Linked DNA regions of Mus musculus: region 2 is linked to region 1. A link is a contact called in public HiChIP or PLAC-seq data. All regions are on one chromosome and are shown on one strand. The core of a region is the stretch at or near the end of the contact, and the rest is flanking DNA. Distances in the headings are between cores, read along the strand shown. Region 1 holds the start of Clgn (calmegin). Region 2 overlaps Clgn (calmegin).

Region 1 (7,874 bases), core at 1,483-3,982:
CACCTCTCTCGTGGTTTGGGAGTCCTAAACCCCATCTCTGTCTGCTCTGCCCAGTGTTATTTGCTGTCAGCATCTTTACTTATAGTCAGAGCTAACTCGGGGGTAAGGTCCCAGAGCTTTACCTGCATCTACATGCAGCAGGTTCTCTCATCTCTGGGGCAACCAGGTCTTGGGGACCGCACTTAATATTACAAAACACAGCAAAAGACCAAACCTCAACAACAAGACAATTCAACTGACAAAATACATTTAGTAATGTATGAGACAGCTACATAGTGCTTAAACAACTGAGATACTGTTGATCAGCCACCCAAAAGGTTCAGATTAAAGATAAACCATGCTTAACAATGGTGGAGCAACAAGAACTCTTGCATATTGCTGATGGGATCTTAAAATCACACAGCCACATTGTAACACATAGCATCTTCTTTCACAGATACCCCAGGCATCTCATCCATTCTGCTTATAGCTACTGAAGAGGAGGGAGAACCTCTGTCCTCGAAATGCTTGCAGCATCCTTATTTGCAATAGTCCTGAACTGGAAACTGTACAAATGTCCATTTGAAAAGTAGAATTATAAACAGCTGTACATCAGTACAGTGGAAAGCCACAAAGCAATAAGCAAATGCAAGTTTCGGATTCAGACGTGGATGAACCTCAGGCTGAAAGGAGTAGGGGAGTATTTAAGCTCCTTTTTAAAAATCACATTCCACAAGTCTATGATTGCTAGGGATGAGGTCAAGAAAGCTTTTGGCAGCTGGGTGTGGTGGCACATGCCTTTAATCCCAGCACTTGGGATGCAGAGGCAGACGGATTTCTGAGTTCGAGGCCAGCCTGGTCTACAAAGTGAGTTCCAGGACAGTCAGGGCTACACAGAGAAACCCTGTCTTAAAAAAGCAAACAAACAAACAAAAACAAACAAAAAAAACAAATCAAAACAAAAAAAGATATGGAGCAATAAACCTATCCAGAAAGGTTCTTTGGAGCAACTTCTGTGCTGTCTAGAAATGGACAGTTCAAGTCACAGGTCAGTAGCGGCAGCTCGATCCACTCGCAAACACTTCACAGATACACCAGCAGTCCAGGTTAGTAGAGTCAGGTTAGCGACAGCAGTGGCATGACCTAGCAGAGACAGCCAGGCCTCAGCCTTGGCTTGAGTCAGCAGGAGGGACCAAGAGGAACACCAAGAAAAGTTCTGACTATGCCTCTCTCAACCAAGCATAGACCAACAAAGACTCGTGACTAACAAATGTTGCACAGCTAGCTCGATAAGCAAGCCTAGCTCAACCCCTGTCACTGTTAGTTGGGTCCTTTTTATACTCCCTCTAAACATCACGTGTCCTCCACAGGTCCTGCCTTAGCATGTGCGTCTGTCTCAGCTGACATCACTCTGCCAATCAGCCCAAGTCTGCAAAAGCAACAAAAACTACAACACACTACCAACAATTCTTTAATGTGTTTCTATGGAGTCCCGACAGACACAGCTCAACTACACAATGTAAGGCACACCAATACATATGTCATTAGCGAAGAATCCTTTATCACGTGTCCTTTCACATGTTTGCTTTAGCAGAACATCCTCTCTCCTGTGTCTGCTTCAGTGTAACATTCCTTCACGAGTCTGCTGTAGCCTTTCACACCTATGTCCACTTTAACAAGATGCTCCTTCAAGTGTTTGTCCCAGCAAAACACCACCCAACTGACTTTCCAAAGAACCCTTCACACCTCCTTCAGTTAAACCTAGGACAATTTGGGTACCACAGTAACTGTACACAGTGACTGGATAAAACAGACTCTATGCCTAAATAGGATGGACTCTTGGATGGAGGTGTGTTAAGTTTTTAAAAATGTTGCTTGTGCCTAATAAGGAATGAAGACAGTTAGTTAAAATTACTGTATTGAAACCACAGTAAAGTTGAGTCAAGCAAAAAAATGACAGATCCTAAATCAAGGGGCAGACTTCAAACATTTATGAACAGAAAACAGAACGTTTACACAGACTCAAAGTTTGGTCACACAAATTAAGACGATACAAACAATATACAGAATTGTAAACATACAGAGAAAAAAGCAGGTAATGCCTTCAAGGAGTGTTCAAGATTAATAAAAAACCAATTATGTGTCTGTGGCAAATTATTAACATTAATACTGACAAAATGAAAATGTACAGTTTCATTTATAATGTAATAGCAAGCCAGGAGCATGTGTGAAATAGGAAGCTTCCCGGTTGATAACCATGAACAATCAGCTACTAAAACACAAAAATATAGAGGGAAATTTCAGCGTATGAATTTGGCACACCTGCCCTGGCACTCTTTTAAAAACGTTGAGATAAAATTGAGGAAACAAAAGATGTGGATCAACTGATACAGAGCTTGCATAACCCCACCAAGAGGGCTTCAATCACTACTGCATAACAGTGTGGCGTTGCAAATCCAAAAGTCAGGAAGAAGGGAAGGAGGATCAAAAAGTTTAAGGTCATCAGAACAAAACAAGAGAAAGAAAAACAAAAAAACCCAAAACCATCCATCTATTCATCATCCATCCGGGAACCAATTAAGGTGCGACACGAAGAACTGAGCAGTCTGCAGAGCCAGCAGCCTGAGCTCCAGAGAGGGACTGACGTTGGAAGGACCGCATCCCCCCAGGCGCGCGGCCGCTGGGTCCCGAGCGGCGGTTGAGCGGGCCGCTTGCGCACTGGGGCTGCCTCTGCATCCTGCATCCTCCCGCGCGGCCGCTCGCGCACGCGCAGTTAGCAGTCGCTGCTGGGCGGCTGCCGGCGGGATCGCTCTGGGGAGACGCCGGGCACCAAGTAGCGGCCAGTCGGACACCTGAGCTGCCGCTGCTGGACACAAGCCCGCAGGACAGGTGTGTAGACCGCGGGCCGCCTTCCTGCGGCTTGTTCTCTGGGGACCGGGTGAGAAATCGGATCCAGGTGCCCCGCAGCATCCTCTTCTGAGACTAGAAGAAGGCTTAGCTTGGTGCGGCCAGGTGAGGCTGGAGGATGAGTTCAGGGATGAATGTGGGAGTTAGACTCTTGGGTGGGCTCTGCCAACCTCGGGGACAGAGATCAGCCCTGGATGGAGGGAGACGCCACCCTGAGTCCCTTGGGTCCTCCTTCTGCTTCCCTGACACTGGGGAAGGCCAGGTTGCCCTGCCCAGCCTGGCGCCTCTCTCAAGTCCGTTATCCCAGCGGTTGCCACAGCTGCTGTTGCCACTGTGTGGCCCGGTTCCACGAAGCTCTACCACAATCCCTGGAGAGTTCTTCTCGCATCTTTCTAGAAAATGCAACAAAACCAACCTGGGCACATTTGCAGCCCACTTCTCTGTGAAGCCAAAGAACCCTACCTCCCCCACCCCCACGCTCAAACCTGGCTAAGGTGGCCAGAGAATCCTGGCCACTCCCTAGACACTTGGGTGGAGCCTAACAGGAGCCATTGGGGAGTAACCGGCCCTGTGTTGAATCCAGAAAACCTTAATGACTAGAGTCTCATTATCTAAAGCCTGTTTACTATCAGTCAGATACTTTAGCTGAGTTTAAGTGGCATCTGCCCCACCCAGGAGGAAGAAGCTATGCAGGGGTTTGTTTGGGGTTAAAGAGCAAAAGGCTAGGAAGTTGGGAGCTGGAGACCGAAGGTATAAACAGAAATAAACAAATTAGGCAAAACAAAAATTTAAAAATTAGGTGGTCAATGGTTCAATATCTCTGACGAAGATTAATTTATGTTGAAACAGAATAGTAAATCATGGTTGTTTTTCTTGCCCTGAAAAATTGACATCTCCCTAGGTAGCTCTCTTTTTTTGGTAATTGTAATTTTGACCATTTTCTAGTCTACAGTCTGTTGGTTTGGTCATCCAGACACATTGATCCTGTTCCTTAAACTCAAGATAGTCTTTTTTGTCTTGTTTTGATTGGTCTTGTTGGTCTGTTGTCTGTAAATGGTGGCGTGTGCTGATGGATATGCAGCTAGCAGGTGGGGGCTCAGGGCTCTGGGCTTGTTTGGTGTCTACTAAACTTTCCTTCTTTATTATGTAATTAGAAAACAGGAACTGTCAGCTTTGATAGGACTTTCTCTCAACTCATGGGTGACAAGAGGCCCAGAGAAGGGAACCAGTTCAGTTGTCCTTTGAACAACAGTGTTAGTCACTTAGTGACAAGGTATCAAGGGCAGGGAGCTTTCGAATGCCCTTTTCTGGCCTCCTCTGGCACCCACACATACGTGTACATAACCACAAAAGAGAAACACATACATGTAATTAAAGTATATGTGTATGTGTGTGTATAGATAGATATCGATATAGATGGGTAGATATATAGCAAATATTCAGAATGAAAGAATGAGTCATGGAAGGGGCAGTATATGATCATAATTACTAAACATTTTTTAAAGTAGAGTCTAATTTAAGAATTGTTTTTTTTTTTCTCACAAACACCAGGCTTACAAGATGGCAGGGGTTGGTTATAAAGGTTAGCAGGAGTGGACATGACACTGAACAACAACTTACTAGTATCTGTCAGGAAGGCTAGGTCCCTAATGAAGGCTGAGGGATCAAAATGTGTTCATTCCACAAATGCCCTCCTATTCACACCCCAGGGGACCAGTGAGACTATATTCTGTCTATTTTGCTTCGTTTTGGGGGGCCCAGGGCCTTGGGGATACAGGCAAGCGTTCTGGCTGTGTTCTTGTTCCCAGCCCAAGTTCATACATTTGGAACCATTTGGTTGACTACATGTGGTGCCAATTGAAAAGGGAATTAAAGACACAGAACAGCGTGTTTACAATTTTTAAAATTACATTTATTAAACCAGATGTGATTACTAAAGTAATCCCAACACTTGGGAGGCAGAGGCGGGCGGATCTTTGATTTCTGGGCCAGCCTGGTCTACATAGTGAGTTCCAACACAGCCAGGGATACACAGAGAAATCCTGTCTCAAAATAAAAATTATATGTATGTATATATTTATTCATTTATTTGTGGGGTGGTCGAGTACTGGGACACACATGTGGAGGTCAGAGGACAGCTTTAAGAATCAGTTCTTCCCCCCCCCCCCCACTATGTAGGTCCTGGGGATTAAACTTGGGTCCTCAGGTTTAGCAGCAAGCTCAGATGTCTGAGCCATCTCAATGGCCACAATAACAAGCATTTCTCAATCCTGGGGAAAGAGCAAGCTCAAATTAAGGAAGGTGGTGGGTCGTCTTTGAGGGCGAATAAGTCCCCAAAGCTAAAGAGTGACCTCTGAACTGTGAGTAAGGTTCGGGAATCCTCAGATAGCTTTCATAGAGAGAAACAAAAAGTATATACAGTGTATGAAGAAAATAAATAAATAAGGAGAAAAGGAAAGGACATGACTGTTTCTAGGTGTGCTGCAGGAGCTAGATTCCCATAGACAAGAGGGAGATTAGCCAGAGGCAGAGACAACTGAGAGAATCCAGAGTCCTCAGGACCCTGAGCCATGTGAGGAGAGCAGGGAGGGGAAAAAGGAGAGAGGAGAGGGGAACCAGGACCAGCAGCCAGGAGGCCAACGGGAAGAGTCTCTGGTGAAAGGGCAGCTCAGCCCCTGGGCTGGAAAGTTCAGGGTAGAGCATAGGGTAGGGACTGAGGGATGCTGGGAAAACCTGGAGGCCAGGTCTGCTTTGATATGTTAAAAAGGCACCTCAGACTTTAGTCCAGGGCTTAAAACTCAAGTTTATAAGAAGAGCTGGGCTTGGTGGCTGACACCTTTAATCCCAGCACTTGGGAGGCAGAGACAAGCAGATTTTGAGTTCAAGGCCAGCCTGCTCTACAGAGTGAGTTCCAGGACAACCAGGGCTACACAGAGAAAAACCCTGTCTTGAAAACAAACAAACAAAAAAAAAAAGAAGAAGAAGAAGAAGAGGAGGAGGAGCAGGAGGAGGAGGAGGAGGAGGAGGAAGAAGAAGAAGAAGAAGAAGAAGAAGAAGAAGAAGAAGAAGAAGAAGAAGAAGAAGAAAGAAGAAAGAAGAAAGAAAAGAAAGAAGAAAGAAGAAAGAAGAAAGAAGAAAGAAGAAAGAAGAAGAAGAAAAGCTAGTGTGGTGACATGCACCTGTAAGCCCCGTGCTGGGGAGGCAGACAGCCCTGGTCCCCTGGGTACAGCCAGTGCAGAAAGTATGTGAAGGTCCTCAGAAACTGAAAGCAGAATCAGCGTATGGTGAAGTGGACAGGAAAGTTGTTCCTTTGTTCATTCTCTTGTTGCTGAGACAGAAATACTGGATATAGGAACTTAAGGAGGGAAGGGTTTGTTTATTCTGGCTTACAGTCTGAGGGGACACAGTCGATTGTGACTGGAAAGGCCTGGCAGCTGCTCACACAGAGTTTGCAGTCAGGGAGTAGAGAGCTGGTCCTCAGCTCACTCTCTCCTCTTCCTAAGTTCAGGGCCTCAGCCCACGGAATGCTGTCATCCTCGTTAAGATGAGTCTTCATACCTCAATTAACACAATTAGACACCCCATGAACAGGCCTGCCCTGAAGTTTTTCTCTAGGTGATTCTAGATTTTGTCAAGTTGACAATGTGAACTCTCCAGAACTTAAACTGAAAATCTATTTTGAAAGAGAAAACATGGTTTCAAAGTGATATCGATTTTTTTTCTACATTTATTTATGGTGTGTGTGTGTGTGTATTGTCTCTGGCCATAAAAATGGCAGTACCTGAGTATAGAAAGCTCCTATTAAGGTAGATTTCTGTTTAGTGGTTTTCAAAATGTGTATTTCCAAAGGAAACATTAGGGTGGTAGCTACCAACCTTTAGAAGAAATAGGGGTCATCTGGCTCGAACAGTCATCTAAAGTTTTGATCTCAGGAAAAAATTGTATCCATTGAAGTAGTTAAGGAGAATAATGCTTTTTGTGATTTGTATCATAAACTGCTCTAATGATATGTAATGTGTATATTATCAAGTTCAAGTGCTTAATCTGTGTAATTATATTTATAGATTTGGGTAACCACTACCAGATTCCAATATTGGACATTTCATCGCCCTCAAAGGATAAGCCTCTAGCTCTCTCCCTGAGCCCTGACTAGCTGGTCTCTCATCTGTTCTCCAGCTCTGTAGGTTTTCTGGCTTCTTTAAAGTGAAATGGTACAACATTTATGATTTATTTCATAACTGGCTTTTCTCTAAGCATAATAGTTTTGTGTTTCAGCATTCCTGTCCTTCTGTTGCTAGATGTTTCCCCAGGGTTTGAGGGCTTCAACTTATGTCTGTATGCTCATGAGTTGATGGATATTTGAGTTGGCCCACATTTGAATCGATACACGAAATGTATCTTATGACCTGTATCTATGTATTTGTGAGGATTTAGGCTTTATTTATTTTGACTGTTCGTGAGTGCTATCACTGGACATGTTGAAACCTGCCTCATTATTTCCTACTGCTGTCGGTATGGTACATTGCCGTACCTCAGCAGTGTGTGAGGGTTTCAGTTCCTCCAGTCTGTGTGGTTTTCAGTCATCATTGTTTGTAACAGCCATTTTGGTACTTGTAGTGCCATCTCTGCCAGGCCCACCCTTCTTAAGTAGACCCATATACATGAGGAGGAGGAGGGGAAGGAGGAGGGAGAGGAAGGAGAGAGGATGTGTTATTGTATGACTCCTTTGGAATCAATGACATGGAACTATCTCAGTGCCCAACAGTACTCATTTGGAAGTTTGTTGGCACCTGGGGAGAAATTTTGAATTAGTATATGCTGATGAGAGTCCATGAGAACATAATTACACAAGCTAAGCACTTCTGCTAAGAGGACAACATGCTGCATTCGGCCTTGGCTGCTCTCGAACACTGCAGTTCTGGTTATTTGAAGAGACATCCGGTCAGATAACCAGGTGATGACTGTGGGAGTTTAAAAAGGATGAGTTG
Region 2 (7,874 bases), core at 1,525-4,024, 34 kb after region 1:
AGAAAGAAAGAAAGAAAGAAAGAAAGAAAGAAAGAAAGAAAGAAAGAAAGAAAGAAAGAAAGAAAGAAAGAAAGAAAGCCAACTAATTTAGGAAAGAGGGACTACATGGATCTCCCTAGGAGGGGAAGATAGAATAGATGTTATGGGTGGACTGCGGGTGGGTGGGGATCAGATTGGGGAGTGATGAGGTAAAGACAGAGAGTGAAGGGAGAGATGGCTGGGATTGGGGGACCACTTGAGGGATAGGAACCTAGTGCAGTGGAAACTTCCTGGAATCTATGAAGGTGATCCTAGTGAGGGGTCCTGGTAATGGGGAATACAGAGTCCCAACTAGTCATCTCTGTAGCCAGGCAAGGCTTCCAGTGGTGAGAGCAGGGCACATTCAATTGAGTCATTGGCTAAGAAGATCCCATGGAACTCCCTAAACAAGCCAGGCTGTTGCAAAGCGTTGCTGTCTGAAAGCTGATGGGGGTGGGGGTGGGAGAATGGGGGCAAGAGAATTGTACCCAGACACTTCCTGTGAACATGGAGAGGTTGCGCTGGTGCCTACCTGGAGTCCCCACCCTACATTCTAGTCTGTGGTGCAGGAAGGTACACTGTAAGCTACAGAAACAGAAACATGGACACCAGCCCAGCCACAAAACCTTTGACCTACAGTCTGTCCTGCCTGCAAAATATGCTAGGGCATTTGTGGCACAGAAATTGGTGGGAGTGGCCAGCCAGTGTCTGATCTGACTTAAGGCCCACTCCATGAGAAGGAGCCCATGCCCAGTATTGCTTGTGTGACCTGGAACCAGAGACTAAATAAATAGCACAGACCCCTAGGGTAAAACCAAACAGCAACAGTCTTTTAAGATAACATATCAATAAAAAAAAAATGAATGTAGCATCTTTTGTTGGGCGTGGTAGCACACACCTTTAATCCTAGTACTCGAGAGGTAGAGTTAGAAGGATCTCTGTAAGTTTAAGGCCAGTCTGGCGTACAGAGCAGACAGATAGGAAGGGATATAGAGATAGAATGATGGTTTACACACACAAATGTGGTTGTATATTCTAATTCTTCACTACTGTCTTTCTTCATAGCATTCATTTATCACAAAGTGTGTGTGTGTGTGTGAGTGTGTGTGAGAGAGAGAGAAGGTATGTGTGTGAGTGTATGTGTGTGTGTGTGTGTGAGTGTGTGTGTGAGTGTGTGTGAGTGTGTGTGTGAGAGAGAGAGAGAAAGTATGTGTGTGAGTGTATGTGTGTGTGTGTGTGTGTGAGTGTGTGTGTATGTGCTCGCGTGTGCGAGTGCCTGTGATTGTTCTTCATCTTACTGTTTTTGAGACACTGTCTCTCAGTAAACCTGGATCTTTCTGACTCGAGTAGACTGACTGGCCAACAAATCCCAGGGATCCCCTGCCTCCATCTCCTCAGGGCTGGGATTACAGCCATTGTCTGACAGCACCAACTTTTTAAACAGTGCTACAGACTAAACTCAGCTCCTGTACCTTCACGCAGGGGCACACATGTTACCGCCGGAGCCATCTCCCCATCCCTTATAAAAGGCTTCCTCTGGACCATCTAGAGACTGCCATATCCAGAGATCCATCCCATAATTAGCCTCCAAACGATGACACCATTGCATACACTAGCAAGATTTTGCTGAAACGACCCTGATATAGCTGTCTCTTGTGAGACTATGCCGGGGCCTACCAAACACAGAAGTGGATGCTCACAGTCAGCTATTGGATGGAGCACAGGGCCCCCAGTGGAGGAGCTAGAGAAAGTACCCAAGGAGCTAAAGGGATCTGCAACCCTATAGGTGGAACAACATTATGAACTAACCAGTACCCCAGAGCTCTTGACTCTAGCTGCATATGTATCAAAAGATGGCCTAGTTGGCCATCACTGCAAAGAGAGGCCCATTGGACACACAAACTTTATATGCCCCAGTACAGGGGAACGCCAGGGCCAAAAAGGGGAAGTGGGTGGGTAGGGGAGTGGGGGGCAGGGTATGGGGGACTTTTGGGATAGCATTCTAAATGTAATTGAGGAAAATACGTAGTAATAAAAAATATTTTTTAAAAAGGCTTCCTCTTCCGCTCCTTTTTATTTGTGTAATGGCATCACTTTCTCTAAGAGTGTCTTCCTTTGTTCCTTCTCCCAGGGACTCTGGAGTCCTCAGAAGATTCCCAACCCAGATTACTTTGAGGATGACCACCCCTTCCTCCTGACTTCTTTCAGTGCGCTGGGCTTAGAGCTTTGGTCCATGACTCCTGACATCTACTTTGATAATTTTATCATCTGTTCAGAAAAGGAGGTGGCCGATCAGTGGGCTACAGATGGCTGGGAACTGAAGATAATGGTGGCAAATGCTAATGAGGTGCGACAGTGACCGCAGACAAGTTATGCAACTGTGGGTGGGCCTCAGGGGACTCACTCCTGGCTGTGGGTGATACCGATGCAGTAACTACTAAATGCCAAGGAAAGGGACTTGAATACATCTTATAGACAGAATATCGAGGTTTTCTGCATAGACTTCATGGTGAATTCAAATTATAATAGCCCTAATGAGACTCAAAGTCCAATTGTGTTTATAACATTAAAAAAGCCGTCTTTGCGCTTTCAAGTCAGCCTGCCAAGGCTGAGAGCTGTAACAGGAATCTGTACCCATTCCAACTATTTTTACTTAGAGAAATGCCAAGTTACCTAACGTCAGCATTACTGTGTTTGTTTCCACTGCTGTGCTGTGTGCTCTGGGCTAGCTGGCCTGTGAGCTTGCTGACTCCACACGCCACCTCACCCTGGGGGCGCTGGGATCACAGGCCACTGCATCCGGCATAGTATGAGGGTGTCAGCACTTTAATCTACTGAACCATTTGCCCACGACCAGTTGGTTTCTTTAGACACTTGACTGTTACAAGTGAAATATGTTGTGGCCTCAGATTTTATTTTAATAAAATAAAATTCATACCCAAGGGCCACTTGTGAAATTGTTCATAGAAAAAGAAAAAGAAAAAGAAATCACAATGATCCCTGAGTGACTTTATCAGGAAGTTCTTTGACAGAACATATTATCAAAGGTGTCTTTTTCAGTGTGTGTGTGTGTGTGTGTGTGTGTGTGTGTGTGTGTGTGTGTGCGCGTGTGTGCACTGGGAGAGAGTGAAAGATGTACATAATCTGTGGAAGTCTGTACCTCTATGCTGATGTCTCCCGCAGCCTGGTGTACTCCGACAGCTGGTGATAGCCGCAGAGGAGCGCCCCTGGCTCTGGCTCATGTACCTGGTGATGGCCGGCTTGCCCGTTGCATTAGTTGCTTCCTTTTGTTGGCCAAGGAAAGTAAAGGTAAAGAAAACACCTTGTTTTCAACTTTGTTTTTTCAGATTTGCTTGTGTTCCAGAGTTGTGTGGATCAAGCAGTGTAATGAATTCAATGCGAACGTAATGATTTCAGTCAGGTTCCTGTAAGATTTACCGAGTTTATTATGCACCTCATCAGTTAGTGCAAAAACAAACAAAAAAACAAAACAAACAAACAAACAAAAAAAACCCAGGTAGATAAACACTTTAATGGAGAGGACACGCATTGTCCATTTCAATAATTAGTGTCTGTGCACTAAGAAAGAAAGATAAAATAAAATTAAAATAAAATAAAATAAAATAAAATAAAACTAATGCTTAGCTTTTAGTAAAACCAGCGTTTGTTAAACTACCACAGAAAAAATATGAAGACACGGGACCTAAAAAAACTGAATTATGCAAACTGCAAAGCAAGGCCGCTCTGGAACAAGAGGCAGAGGAGGAGAAGGCCCCAGAGAAGCCAGAAGATGTGCAAGAAGAAAAGAAGCCAGGTGAAGCTGAGGTCGTCACCGTGGAAAAGGGTAAGACTGTGCTTGTGACTTGGGGCCCCGGCCCCGGCACTGCTGCCAGCGCTGACAGAATTGTCTGCCCTGCTCTGGGTCTGATGTGCACAGGAACATCAAGAGCGTGATTAGCCATCCCCTGAGAGGGACAGCCCTCTGAGCAGTCACCATGTCTGCCCTGCTCGTCCTTAGGGCACAGGCTTTTGTGCTTCTGAGAGCACAGATGAGCTGCAGTGTGTGCACAGTTGTGTGCCCAGGCATACCCTCACCCGACGGGGCACCCACAGCAGTCACACAGTTCCACCCAAGCCTAGCTTGATGAACAGTGGGTTCCTTACGGTGCATGGGTGACTCAAAGGCAGCATGCATGTGTGCACATATATGTCATGGAACACCTGCAGAAGTCAGAGGACAAAGCACAGGACTAAGTTCTTTAAGAAGAACTCTGTGTGTGTGTGTGTGTGTGTGTGTAAGTAAATTTAGGTTGTAAGTTCTCAGTCTTTTTAACTTACTAGTGCATTATATTGATGCTTCTGCCTACTTTAGAGAGCATTCACAAATAACTAATTTGGGAATACTTAAATATCAAAGGGGCCTTGTTTTAGAAGGCACTTTTGCACTTCTGCACTGTCCAGCACTGCGCGTGTGCAAACGTGAGGAAAGCAGAGGTAGCTAGCGCATGCTGGCTTCCACTTCCTCAAACTTCCGCTTCCTCAAACCTAATTCTTGGCAAAGTAAGTTTTTACTTTTTATAAGGACTTGTTCTCTTTTATGTTATGTCTCTGCCTTTAATGAAATCTGTATTCCAGAAGTAATTGGTGAACCGGAAGAGAAGAGTAAGGAAGACAGAGAAACTCTAGAAGGTCAAGAGGAAGTGAGCAAGCTGAGTAAATCTGGATCAGAGGATGAGGTGAGCCCTCCTCACAGGACAGGAGCAAGCTTTCTCCCGGCCTCCCTGTCTCCAATTCTCCTGTAAGTGAAGGCAGAAAAATGCTGACATGTTGTTACCTGGACACCTGATGGAGGAGCAGGTCACCTGTGCCCACCACACACAATGTAAAGGTAGACTGCACTGGTGAAAATGACCGTAGCTCTATTGTAGAGATGGACAGAGATGGCTGAGTATATAAAATGCAGTCCTCCTGTGGAAAGCACAGAGCTGCGGGCAGACTTGCCCCCATCCACCCTCTAGCCATTTTGTTCTCTTGTGTATATTTGTCAATAAGCTAAGTTATTTTTCAGTAGCACCATTTTGTGAAATTGGTCTGAATGTTGCATTGTGAATGATGTAGCTCCATAATGTCTTCGTGCATGTACTCTGCTCTTAAAGTTTGCTTTGAGGTACAAACACATCCTGAAAGTAGAGAGGGGGAAGTGTCCGCGCGTTCCTTTTTACCTCTCTCCTCATTTCGTTGGAAACTTTCATTCCAGAAGTTCTGAAATGGTCTCTGTAAAACCAGCTTAGGATTTTTTACTCACAGAGCCCCTGAGGTGAAGTCTCTATCAGTGGAAATCACACAACTACTTCCTATGAGATTGAGACCATGTTCTGAGTCATAAATAATGCTGTGGGGCGAATACTCGTGTTCTTTGTCACGTGCTTACTTGATAAGCAGGGTTATTTGGGGAGAGACATCAGGCCAGTGTAAACAATTAAAACCCCAAGGCATCTTTGTGAAGTACAGGAGCCTGTGTCACACAGCACTGGACAGTTAGCACACACATTTGAAAGAATGCAGAATAAGCCTGCTGTTGTCAACAGTTACAGATTACATGAAAAGAAACATTCCCAGCATTCATTGTTTTCCAGATGAAGGACGCTGATGAGAGCCCAGGATCTGGAGATGCCCCACTGAAGTCATTGCGGAAGAGGAGGGTACGGAAGGATTGAAGCGTCAAGGGTCGCAAATCCCAGAGAGAGAGAGAGAGAGATCGGGCATCTAGAGTCAGGGTGTCCAGAAGGACAGTGACTGCGCATCTGCACAAACTCTTTCTAAGTATCTAGCAATGTTACTCTTTCAGACACTTCTTTCTATCTTTCTTTTGGGGGGTGGGGGGAAGTAACTTTGAAGTTAACTGGTCTTTGAATTTAGAATAAAAGAAAAGTGGCACATTACATGAGAGCCAAGAGATTCGTCTCCTTAGAAGTTACAGCTTAACAGCTGGAAGGAAGGTCGTTTTGGTTTTATGGAGAAAAAATAATGTGCTTTTTGTTCACCTGGTATTGGAACACCTGCTACTGGGCTCTCATCTGCAGAAAGGAGCAGGTTAGTTTTATCCTGAGCTGTAGGTTTGCTCTGTTGTACAGGCTGAAGGTGATAAGAGTCCGTGAATGATCGTTCAATGCTGTCAGCACTATAAAGAGTGTGTGAGCGAGCCACACTTCCCTGGCTTGAGTTACACTTTTCTTAAGTCAGTCCACTTAGCTTAGAGATTCCCTGAAGAGGTGCTGTGTTGGCAGGCGTGTCAACTGAGTGGCTGTTTAAGAGTCACTCACTCCATCACCGGGAAATATGCAAGCATAGTTTACAAGATAATAGGCTTGTCAAAACTAAATAACGTACACTTTTTTTTTCAAGCTCTTGTAGCCACTTCATGCCCAGTGGCTTACCTCGTTCACCAAATTGGGTGCACACTCACTGCTCTTGGAAATGAAATTTAAATATTTTTCCCATCTAAATTATATCCTCCGTATGGCTCATTATTGGAAAGGTTTCTTTTATTGGTGTGGGATTCTAACGGTTGTATCCAATTCTGCCACTATGTCTTTTTACCATGCTTTCCTGCTGACAAGGTCACCCTCAGAGCTGCATCTGAAGTGGGAGCCCAAACAAACTACCTTATCAGCAGTATTGCTGTATTTAAAATACTTTATTGAAGAACTTTCTACTCTTAAGTACCAGGTGTCAACCCTTTGAAAGGCCATTCAAGTCCACCTGAAGACCAGAGGATGACTTTAGTACTGAGTCCCTATGGAACTTCTTATGAGTTGGGGTTTGTTTTGTAAAGATGCACACCCCACCTTCTGACTCCCTCACATAGGTACATTCAGAACTCACACACTGAAAACAAACCCTAGCTTCACCTCCTTAAAGGGGGCTGAGCTGAGCTAATGGCGTTGTTTGCATCTTCCATACTGGCAGAAGGGGAGGGAGTGCTTGCCCTGTGGCCATGCACTGACGTTGATAGACTCCTGGTGAACTTGTAACACAGCTAACCATAACTAGAATGTACTTAGCAATAATAGGGCTTAACATAGCTTTCAAGGGCTCATTTTTTTCCTTTGAATTAGTCACTTGAACTAATTATAAATAAAAATGTATCTCAAAATAAAAAACTATGCTTCAGATATTTATACCTTGGTATAAATCAGGCTTGACCTGGGACTTGTGTTAAAGCTGTTTTAACTCTTGGCTGCAGATTGACTCTGCATGGACATTTGACTAAACTCAGGAGCTTGCAGTGGTAATGTCTGAGCAACCGAGTTTTATTTTTATAGTTTGTCAATACAAGGGTTTACTCTGTAGCTCAAGCTGACTTGGAACTCCTAGATAGCCCAGGCTGCACTTAGATTGATGCAATCCTCCTCTATCAACCCCTCAGTACTGGGACAGCAGGCGTGAGGAGCCATGCAAACATCACTACAAACTCCTGGCTGTGGATGTGCCGTGGCTGACAGGTCACTAAACTAAAACCCTGTGGGGGACACATGACATCTATGCAACTGAAAAGAGTTTTAGTGGCCAAGTGGTTTTTTTTCTTTATTCTAGTCTGATTTTATTTTTTATAATTACTTGAATTTATCATTTTCCCTAATAAAAGATAAATATATATGTATATGTGTGTGTCTTGCTTTCTTGGTCTTTTTCAGCATTTTAGTAATTTTCTTTTTTGTTTTTTTTTTTTTGAGACAAGGTTTCTTTGTATAGCCCTGGCTGTCCTGGAACTCACTCTGTAGACCAGGTTGACCTCAAACTCAGAAATCCGCCTGCCTCTGCCTCCCAAGTGCTGGGATTTAAGGCATGCACCA

The links. HiChIP or PLAC-seq counts read pairs in DNA pulled down with a chosen protein or histone mark.
Region 2: a contact with region 1 is called in an H3K27ac HiChIP or PLAC-seq map of microglia, with 3 times the contacts expected there. The contact joins the enhancer-like site here to the promoter of Clgn in region 1. A contact is called at or near these places in 2 of 39 promoter capture datasets (the 3T3-L1 cell line and hippocampal neurons), 3 of 484 Hi-C or Micro-C datasets (embryonic stem cells, olfactory sensory neurons and pachytene spermatocytes), 1 of 115 datasets of contacts at active chromatin or transcription factors (microglia) and 3 of 9 other capture datasets (adipose tissue, liver and pancreatic islet).

Annotation. Positions count from the first base shown.
Region 1 is chr8:83,387,110-83,394,983 of GRCm38.p6, forward strand. Clgn (calmegin) reads left to right here and starts at 2,733. Exons shown (of 15, transcript NM_009904.4): 1 at 2,733-2,991. Gm32377 (a long non-coding RNA gene) reads right to left here and starts at 2,380. Exons shown (of 5, transcript XR_878991.3): 1 at 2,302-2,380.
Region 2 is chr8:83,420,872-83,428,745 of GRCm38.p6, forward strand. It overlaps Clgn (calmegin), which reads left to right. Exons shown (of 15, transcript NM_009904.4): 11 at 2,150-2,365; 12 at 3,202-3,327; 13 at 3,700-3,862; 14 at 4,654-4,754; 15 at 5,655-7,681. The coding sequence ends at 5,735. Among named protein-coding and RNA genes, the nearest start is that of Scoc, 18 kb to the right of the region's middle. Within about 2 kb of position 2,775, at least 23 of the 459 cell types and tissues checked have an H3K27ac peak or open chromatin away from gene starts, as enhancers often do. A contact at or near this core is called in microglia, where this site is marked.